Linked DNA regions of Salvelinus alpinus: region 1 is linked to region 2. Evidence: chromatin contacts called from public Hi-C data. All regions are on one chromosome and are shown on one strand. The core of a region is the stretch at or near the end of the contact, and the rest is flanking DNA. Distances in the headings are between cores, read along the strand shown.

Region 1 (5,038 bases), core at 889-3,388, 230 kb after region 2:
CCTCTGTCTGATTTAAGTTCCACTCAAGTGAGGTCTGAAAGAGAGAAACTGTCCAATATGACAACCCCTCTCTTTCCACATAGTCTGCACTACTATTACGTTGAGTTGGAAGTCGAACTTATTCAAGGACTGTAATTGTCCCGACACCAGACTTATACAGTACATCTTCCAAATAGGCTCTGTAAATGCAAGGGCTACACTCAACTTTTATGCATTACTACGATGCAAAGGGTATATAGCAGTAAAGGGACACATTAGTTTGCTTTTGTATACTTGGATCCACATACAATTTTTTCCCGAGAGCCCTACCACAAAACCATTGAAAGCTCTTGATCGAAAATCAAAAAGAGTTGTGTCGGTAAAGAAAGATATTATGGGATTTCAGCCAATACAAGTGTACTGAAAAATAATACGCTTGGGAACTTATAGCAGCTTCGAGGCCGCTTTCCTATCGAATACCGACAGGCACCAGTTGCTAATTCTGTTCAACATCAACCCAGTTTTTCAGCAATGACAGAAATAAACTGGTTTTCTGTTCATTGAGGTGTGTACTCCAGGGTCAGTCAGCGCAAACTGGAGGTTGTGCCAAAACGATTTGTCTTAGCAGCCCCATCAATGTTGTTGGTATGGCCGCTATACAATAGCAGGTGCACGGTTGCATTAAATCAACAGAGGGCAATGGACAGAAAAATCTGAACTGTACCCAATGACTCTGACCTGCCCTGTGCTAAGCAGCCCCATCAATGTGCTAGGAAGGAGAAATGGTTTTATTTTCTTGTAAGAGCCACTGGAATGCATTGCTATTATACGTTGTATTTTGTATCGTTTAGATAAAATATATTTAATGACGTTATCTTCTATCCAATCTGTGAATTGTAATAAAGACAGAATTTCAATTGACTTGGTTTTGTTTGTTCAAAGTTAATCTCTTGTCAATTCAATGCAAATCTGAGTATGCTAATCTCGCCTATATGTGGATTAGTTTGCTGTTATGAATGTGCAAGGGTCACATTCCTTGCATACGTCATCAATGGACCATGTGACTGCAATGTCCCATTTATTGCAGAAGGTTGGATGCAAGAGAGTATGTGTAGTTATTACTATGTGACAATCTTTTGTGATGATTTTATAGGGTAGGCTATTTAATATTTTCAATTAGCTGCATACAGTCAGTGCACTTCAGAATAACTGAATGTATAGAATACAGCATTTATTTTTAAACATTATCCTCCATACAATATAATTTAACACTACACAAATCATGTCTGTTACTATGGGGCTCGAACACACTTAAATTTGGCCAGGATGGGGACATGCAATATGAATTTGTGGTGGTTTTTGATAATCATGGTGAGGAAAAAGAACAGTATTCTAATTAATTATTATTATTGAATAAGTATCCTGGGGTGGCAGGTAGCCTAGTGGTTAGAGTGTTGGACTAGTAACCGAAAGGTTGCAAGATCAAATCCCTGAGCTGACAAGGTAAAAAATCTGAACAAAGCACTGTTCCTAGGCTGTCATTGAAAATAAGAATTTGTTTTTAACTGACTTGTCTGGTTAAATAAAGGTTTAAAAAATCTAATTCAATAGGCCTAACATTCAGAATGATCAAATCAGTGCTTTAGTTGATCAATTATTTACACTTTACTGTTTCACTCACACCTCTTCTTTCTCTTTGCTTCAGTTCTAGCCAACTTCACAAAGTGCATAAATCATTAATTGATGGTACACTACAAAATGTCATCAATCATCAGTAAATGCTGTCCCTGCTGCATTATAATTTATTTTTCCCTGTTTTATGGTCGTCACTTATTAACACTAACGTTTTGTGTTCAGCCACAAAATCATAATTATGGCTCACTTTATGCCTAATCCTAACCTCACATTTTTTTGTTGCCAATTCAGACTTTGTGGCTATGGAATCTTACTTTGTGGCTGTGTTATCTAGTGTAAACCCTGTCGTACTATAACCAATCAGCATACATTTCCTCTTACAGCTGGACAAATCATCGCCGTCCACGGGGTTCGGATTGGGGGCGGAGACCATTTACTATGATTGACATGTAGCACAAGCAATCCAATTCTTAATATTCCCGGAAAACGTCAACATTTTCACTTCAGCAACCAATAAACAACTGGAGAAGGTGTGGCTACTAATCCAAAGTGCATGCCCCAAAGTCACACGTGATCCTACTGTAGTTCAAGGTGTCACATCGAAGCAGGAGGTACGTAATGACGAACAAATGTCACTTCTTTCAAATATAGCTACTTCGCTAAATTATTATTTCAGTCTACATTTACCCAGCTTGTTCAGTTGCATGCAATGCTGTCCAGTATCTTTTAACAGTATTTATCATAATGAATAAGCTCGAGAAACGATGCGTGGTCTTAGCTTGGACTGGCTAACGTTAGTAGCTGATAGAGGCCAGCTATTTAGTAGGCTAATTTAGCTAACGTTAGTAAAATAAAGATAGCTACTGTTATCCAACAAATGAATGTTGAAATGTTCTGTCAGTAGCACACAGTTGCTCGTGTGTCCCTTTTGCCGACGTTTTTTCATTGTGCAACGTTAGCTAAGACATTTTGAAAGTGTTTTAGTCAGCTAACGTTAGCTACTGTAGGCAAGGATACATTGTGGCATCCATCTAATGTCAGCAATTAAGTGGTTAAATAAAAACCCGCCTCGAGCTAAAGTAAGGAAATTGACTAGTATTGCCTTGGTGTGCACATGTCAGAACGTTTGTGTAACAAATATACCTAGGTGATTTTATCAGAAATAAATGTAGTCATGATGCAGTAGTCGATGTGTCATGGTGAGAAACTAATGTATAGTGATTCATTTGCCCTGGCTATTTTAAATCTCGAGCACAAGTAAATGAATGAATGGATTAATGAAGCATTGTGCCCTAACGTTATTTACCTACCGGTATGTCCTTTTTAGTTTGGTCATTGTTATCTCTTTGGCTGTGTTGGATATTAGTGGGTGACAAGACCTACGCACTTCAAATTGGGGTTTATCAAGTGAGGAGCTAGCTACAGGTAGTTATTGTATCTGAAATAATTTCCTTTAAGACGTACATGAACCTGCTTGTAGGAATGGCCACATGGAAACGGGTATTGCTGGTAGGGATGAAACGCATAGAAGTCTGACCAGTTTTTCAAACCCACTTCCTCTGATGCATTCAACACCCTCATGGAAATGTAGCTTTAAAAGTTTGCACATCTGAATAAAGGACTTGGCCTGTGTCATCTTATTGAATGGTTGACACATTTTTTTTAGCTAGCTATCTGAGAAATGTAAATGGCCTTCTAGCGTTGAATGGAAAATATTTATTAGAATGGGAAGTTGGACGTTTTATTGTTTACCCATGGTTAAATTATAACTTCTAATTTATGATGGGTAATATTTATGGTCACACGAGAAGCTGTTATATTTTGTGTACATTGACAAGATGATTGCACCTTTAACCCACTCTCTTGTTGACCTAATCTAGAAACTAATGTTGAATGGTACAATAGACTTGCATGCTTTAAAAATATATTTGCTTTTATTTAGTCTTACGTCTTTTCCATTCTCTCTTTGAGACAGTCAAGGCACATGGGGGTCATTGGGTCCTTATCCTATCTGCTTAAACCCACTGTACACCCACACTTAAATCCCTACAGGATGACCTAGACTGGGCTTCATATCACAGAGTAGTCTATCCATTATCAGAGGCTGCATCTTGCTTTTCCATGAGGGGATACACTGTGAAAGCGCTGTGCAACATCTTGCGCAAGATGTCTGTTTCTGGCTAGGCTACGCCACATAGACAATGAACCATATGACCACAGCAGTAATAGATAGCACTGTTTTCCCCAAATACATAGTGAACTGAATGGAATGAATTCAGAAGACTGGCTGGCTGATAATAGTCTTTGATGTGTTGATTGAGCACTGATTGATTATACTGTCCCCTCCCCCTCCTTGTATCTGCTCTGTCCCTGACTTGAATACATGTGACCACTGAGGCATGATGTGAATGGGGGAATGGTGTCCACTTGGCAGCACAACAAGGCCTCCCAGGTCTCCCCTCCAGTGTGGTGGTTTGTTTTGTTTGGCCCCATGACTTCTTCAGCCTGTGGTGAGAAAGTGAAATTTGCCACTCCTCTCACGTTTATCCCTCCATCCATCCGTCCCTCCCACTCACCGCCCCTGGCCCACAAGGCACCTCGGCTTTTCCCTAGCCCCCCAGGCGGCAGCCACCCTTCCAGCTCCTATGTCCCACAAAACAGAGAGTGGAGTCTGGGCCTAGCTACTCAACTCCTTTGCCTCACCCACCCCAATAAGACCTGTATCTCACCCCTCACGCTCACACTCAGTAAGTTGATTGTCAAGTTACATGCGTGGTGCTTTTTGGTGGTGAGCTCCCCTCTGGTTATCTCCTCTTTGTTGGCAGCCTGACTTGTTGCAGGGAAAACACCCTAGTCACAGTGTACAAACAGACGCATGGCAGAATCCTTTATTTAAGAACACACTAGCACTGTCACCGGGCTTGGAGCTGTTCTATGAAAAATTGTGATGTTTGAGATTAATTTCTCCTCTGGCACTGGCATGGCAAACCCATGTGGTCACTGAAGTTTGTCTCATTTATGTGTATTGTCAATGTGCTCAAGATCTATTCGCCTAGATATTGCCTACCTATATATATTAATGCATAGCCTTTTTTGGGGAGGTTGGAAAACCTTATCTGTGTTAGCCTACTGAAATAGAATTCTGACAGTGCGTGGACTAAATTTAGCCAGCTAAGAGCTCACCTGAATAAGAAATTATCAATGGACAATGACACACTTAGGTCTTCATATGACACTGAAATGGGCTACTACTTTACTTTATTCCATGATGGCCTTTCCTTATGATATTCAGCATCAGGCTGTGTACACACACATGTTGTGTTTGCAGCTCCTCCTCAGGACACTTCCTAGGGGATCTGGCTCTAGAGGTGACATATCCCTTGGTGGTAGCGCCCTGGTTACCATTCCTGACAGATAGGAGTTG
Region 2 (5,732 bases), core at 2,523-5,022:
CAGTATTGGTGAAATGGCTATGATAGGGGGATGGAGGAGTGGTGTGCCTCATGGTTCTTTGTTTAGGCCCCTTTACTTCTGCGGGGGTTTGGAGTAGTGGATGGTGTCCAGGGCGGCCCCAACATCGCAGTCCTTGGTGTGGAGAAGACGGGTGAGCCAGCCACCCTCGTCTGTGAAGCCCATGGACAGCATCTGGGACAGCGACTCCACCAGGCGTGGGTCTGCATCTGGACACAGTGGAGGATCAATCGCTGATGTAAGTAACTTCTACTAGTCAATACTACTGTACCAGGTGTAGTCAGGGATATAAGAACCTTGAGCTAAAATCACAACTATGACACCTATCCCTAACTGAAGCCACAACTCAGGATTTAACTACCACTGACTGAAGTGGTTACTACTAGCAAGGAGGATAAGGAATCACTACAACTAATACTAGGGATGGAGGATATGAGAATTCTCAAACTATCGTACCTTGAGGCAAGTGGGGGTAGGCTGCGGCCTCAGCGAGAGTGAGGGACTTCAGTGGTTCCTGTGAGGGACCCTGGGAAGTGGTGAGGGACCCTAGGGCTTCCAGTGAGCCCTCCTCACCCACCCTGAGAGACTGGAGCTCTCCTGTAGAGGGGTCCACCTCCTTGGAGGTCACGTGAGTCCATTCCTCGTCACCACTGCCCCCGGCGTCTTTACCACCCTGCACATAGAGAGATACATCATTTAACAACACAAACCATCTCTGACAGGAAATTTTATTCTTCACCATTAACTGATTAAGTATCATTCATTAAAATGAAACAGATTTTTTAAACTTTGATTAAGTAATTAAGCTGTAAAGCAGCGTGTCATACCTTAGCCAAACCACTGGCGCTACCCAGGCTGCTCAGCTCGTCCACCTCCATGTCTCCCTCGTTCGCCCCTGCTCCCTCAGACCCCCCTGTCTCGTTGTCACTCCTAGCACCGGGGTGGCCTCCTGACCCGGGTGGGGTCGGGTTGAGGGTCATCACCTTGGTCCTCTTCCCCTCGTGCTCCACGTCAATATCCACATCGATACCTGCAGGCAACATGGAGAGCTAAGTAAGCAATTTCAGTACATTCAAATTTAGAGTAGTCAGTAGATTTCTAATAATGGATTGATAAATTATTACATTTTTTTTATATGGCACTTTTCACTTGGTCTTACCCAGTGGGCTAAGCATGGCTGCCACCCCTTCTCCAATGTTCTTCAGGTAATCCATATTGGCCTGGGACTGCTGCGAGGAAGTAGATGAGGCATCAGAGGATGGCTGACTGTCCTCGGGGGCCGCCTGGCCTGGCTGGGACCCATAGGTACCAGGCTGGGCCTGGCTTTGGGCCTGGGCCCACATGCAGTGTCTCATCTTCCGCATCCACTTCCCACGAGGGAAACACTGTGTAGAAGAACAAGATCAAACTATAGAGGCCATTTTTCTCTCCCTAACCACACAGATATGTCCCTTCTATTTTTGGGGAGAAAAAAACCCAAACACTTCCAATGGAGTTTTAAATTGCTCAGATGTGTATCTGCAAGTATATCCACTTTAAAACATAAGAAATAAACATATGTGTCTTACCTCGAATGTGTTGTTGAAGGGGTGCCAGATGGGTAGGAGGACGTGCTCCTTGTGGAGCCCCTTGGCCTGACACGGGGAGCATAGGTCGTAGTTGGAGCACACAGTGCACTTGAAACGGGTCCCCGCCACCGGGCCCTCACATTCATCACAGGTCACGTTGGGGTGCACCATGGGGGGCCCGTGAGGGCCATGACCATGAGGTGGTGGGCCATGGGGTGGAGGGGGTCCCATATGGGGTGATCCAGGGTGAGGAGGGAAGGCAAAAGGAGGGACACCGCCCGGGAAGGCAAAAGCAGGGAACTCACGCCTGTGCTCCTTCTTCTCTGTAAGGGAAAGAAAAAAAAGGATATGCGGGTAGGTATTAATAACTACAATGTTTCAGTAACAATGAGGATGCTATGTCATTATAATAGTGGTAATGATGACTTAGTGCATTACACATTAATACCAGACCGATTAATCTTTATATATTATATTTGAAAATGCACCATCTTTGATCACAAAAGACTCACCCTTGATGAAGAGGCGGAAGGTGTCGTCCTTGATGCAGGTGAGGCCCATGATGAGCTCATCGTCGGTGGAGAAGGCGATCATGTCACCGTCCTCGTCTGGGTACAAGGGAAACAAAAAAGACAATACGTTGTCACACACTGATCTCACGTGTTTCACAAGCCATTGTTTGCTGTCAGCTCCTTATCCAGGCCAGATGATTAGATAATAGCAGTACGAGTTCACTAGTAAGGAAATCTGTCTACAGCTTATCCTCACTGGCTTGTTTTATTTGAAACAGAGGTCAAGGGAATACTGTTGTTACAAAGGTGTTGTGCTCAGACCAACACATTTGTCAAGTTCCAGTTCAGTTATTGGTTATTGAAAATCGCCAAATGTTTAATACATTCATGTCATGTATTGAAAAACAATTCATTTCCTGGTTTGACTGAGTTGTAATGGAATTGACCCCAACCCTGATGCCCAATATGGAAAACATAAATTGTGTGATGTGGTACCAGTCAATAATACTACTGTATGAAATTGGTCAACTTTGATTCCCTTCTTGGGAGGAGAGCTCTTACAGAATTTGATCTTTTTTTTCTGGGTTAATGCCATCTGTTGCTAAGTCACCGTTATATCCCATATATATATATATAAATAAAAGTTCACTATGAACTGATGGTATGCCTACAGGTAGGGCGAGCTCAGAGAAATGTAGTACAACAGGTATACATCATTGCATGTATGACATACATGTAATAGAGCATATTTGCTGCTCACTCGATCTGACATTCACTATGAAATGCAATGTCAAATGTAGACTTCAATAATGTTCTGTGTACCAGTTCTATCAGATTTTTTCTGGTGCATAAAGACAAATTGTCATCTTGAGATCTATACTTAAATTCGTCAAGCTCCCTCCTGTTATTGAAGCTTTCAGTCAGCAGATTATTTCACTTAACTTCTTGACGCACTTTGGTCTAGGCCTATGACACGACATTAATCAGTTGATAGGCCTACTCAAGTAAACTAGGTAGTAAAGTGCGCAATAACTTTACTGTAGTCGTGAATTACTTTGTCGGGCGCGATGTTATGGAATATTACAACAAAATTACCGCCAGAAATATTTATGACAATAACACGATCGAAAACACTGTACCATAGGCCTATAATGAAACACTGACAGTATAGGCTTACCTTTGTAAAACATTTGGTAGGGGACATTTCGCAGTGTTGAGAAAACATCAACAACCTTTCGATTCAAATACTCAAAACTCGTTGAAACATCTTGGTCGACAGCAAAGCGACGAATTTCTTTCGATATGTGTTCCTTCCCAAGGAGATAGGCTTTCACGGTCATAGACATAGTCGAGTCTTCTCACGACTTACTTTCAGCCCAATTTTCGCTGTAAAATATGTGTTGCGCAGTTAAAATGTTAAAGGCCGGCTCCACTGTAAGCTAGCTGTCAGTGCGTCTCGCTGTTCTGGGTACAGTTCCGCGTATGAACCTTAATACGACGGCTGGTGTAATATTTATACGTCGGTCTAGCCAATCACAAGGGTTTGGTGCGGCATCGGGGGGAAGTCCACCGCCCTAAATGACAAAGCTCTATTCTCCTTCTGTTATTGTGAGCAAAAGGCAAGGTAATGTAAACAAATGGGTGGGACGCGACGCCAAAGGGTAAAATGGAAGGCCGAGGTATGACAAGGCACTTTCCATACGGGAATTCCCCGCGTGCAGACTGGTCTCAGACTAGACGTAACATAATACATGTAAATCTGGAATAATGTATTTACTATATGTTACATTTGATATGGTTACAGAAGATAGTGGGTGGTTGGTTGGTTGTAATAACGGGAACATCTAGCAACCCAAAGGTTGTGTGTTCAAATCCCATCAAGGACAATTTTAGCAACTACTTTTTTGCTACTTGACAACTACTTAGCATGTTAGCTAACCCTTCCCCTAAACCTAACCCTTTAACCTAACTCCTAACCTTATAACCCCTAAACCCTAGTGCTAGCTAGAGTTAGTCACCTACCTAAAGTTAGCGACAACAAATTGGAATTTGTAACATGTCATATGTTTTGTAAATAAGTAACATATTATACCAATTGTAATTCGTAACATATCATACGAAATGGATGATAGACATCCACAAATTAATACATTCCATACATGCCTCGGATTTATTTATAGAATAATACGAACTGCTCTGAGACCATGTTGCAGAGTGAGATCAGCGTCATCGTACCATAATTTAACTGGACTGAGCTCTAGACTTGTAGAGCACCTGTGCCAGGACTTTAAACATTTTGACCTCGATTACTACTTGATATTTGAAGAGGGGGTTTACGGATATTTATAGTCTGTCAAAATAGTCCACATTGGATTCCCATAGCCTGGACCAACTCTATTACTGTTATTTAGTCATATAAAATTGTGAGGAATATATTTGGTTTAAGTCAGAGAGCTAGACTACTGTAGGCAGCTATCCACATTGTAAATTCATATGCAGGTGGGCTAATAAAAAGACCATGACCATACACTTTGTTCTAGTGCCCTAAAAGACCTAGGCTATAAGGAGATGTGCCCAACTTATAAAGCTATGTGCCCTATACTTGTGTTGTGTGTAGAATAAATTGGTTGATTTGGCCTACTTTGACAAAGAGCATTATTAAACCAAGACATGAGATAATATATGTTTAATAGGATAATATATCACTATTATTTTCAATACATCTACTAAAAGCATCTAGGCTAGACACAATTAGGTAGGTAGCCTAGTGGTTAGAGCGTTGGATCAGTAACCGAAAGGTTGACAGATCGAATCCCCAAGCTGACAAGGTAAAAATCTGTCAGTTTGCCCCTGAACAAGGCACTGCTCCTAGGCCATCCGTGTAAATAAGAATTTGTTCTTAACTGATTTGCCTAGTTCAATAAAAAAGTATATTAGTTTATGTAGGCAGTATTTTATTTATTTAAGTCAGGTGAGAACAAATTAACTGTCTTTTTCAGGGGCAGATCAACAGATTCCTGTCAGCTCGGGGATTTGATCTAGCAACCTTTTAGGTTACTGGCCCAGCGCCCTAACCACGAGGCTACCTACCCACTAGGCTACCTAGCCCAGCCAATAGGAAAATTATCAAATATAGGCCTATAATTATTACACCTTCAAGGTGATATGTTGTGTCAGGCAATGGTTCAATGCACTTTATTGCTCAGAACATATTCAACCAAAGTGGTGTGTCTGGTGATCTGGGTGAAAGAGAGTTGTCATCAATTACCACACCCACAAAATCAAAATTGGCTATATTGTAGAAATTAATTTTAAAAATGTGCATTTGGTAATCCGTAGAAAGTGCAGGATGCTTCTAGAAACAGATATAGACACTAGATCAAATCTGTTTATGGCCCAGTGACTATGTTGTCATAATAATTCATGGTCGTTACTAGTTAGCACAGCCACAAAGTTGTAATTATGGCTAAATCACGCCCATTTATAAAATGTATCTTCAAAAGAATCTAATTTTAAATCAAATCATGTGCCTAACCCTTAAATTAAGACCAAACAGCACGTCTATTTTCATGAATCTTTACCATATCACCTAGACAGTTTTAACTTTGTGGCAACTAGTGACAACCGTGAAAGA

What was found. A called contact is a pair of places that touch in the nucleus more often than the background predicts.
Region 1: a Hi-C map of liver shows a contact between it and region 2, with 7 times the contacts expected there. The contact joins the promoter of canx here to the promoter of sqstm1 in region 2. A contact is called at or near these places in 3 of 3 Hi-C or Micro-C datasets (liver, muscle and red muscle).

The regions. Positions count from the first base shown.
Region 1 is chr7:51,252,382-51,257,419 of SLU_Salpinus.1, forward strand. It overlaps canx (calnexin), which reads left to right and starts at 2,139. Exons shown (of 14, transcript XM_071410602.1): 1 at 2,139-2,225.
Region 2 is chr7:51,020,255-51,025,986 of SLU_Salpinus.1, forward strand. sqstm1 (sequestosome 1) reads right to left here and starts at 3,773. Exons shown (of 7, transcript XM_071410594.1): 1 at 3,276-3,773; 2 at 2,099-2,194; 3 at 1,587-1,909; 4 at 1,178-1,403; 5 at 846-1,048; 6 at 475-691; 7 at 1-227. The coding sequence starts at 3,444. The coding sequence ends at 73.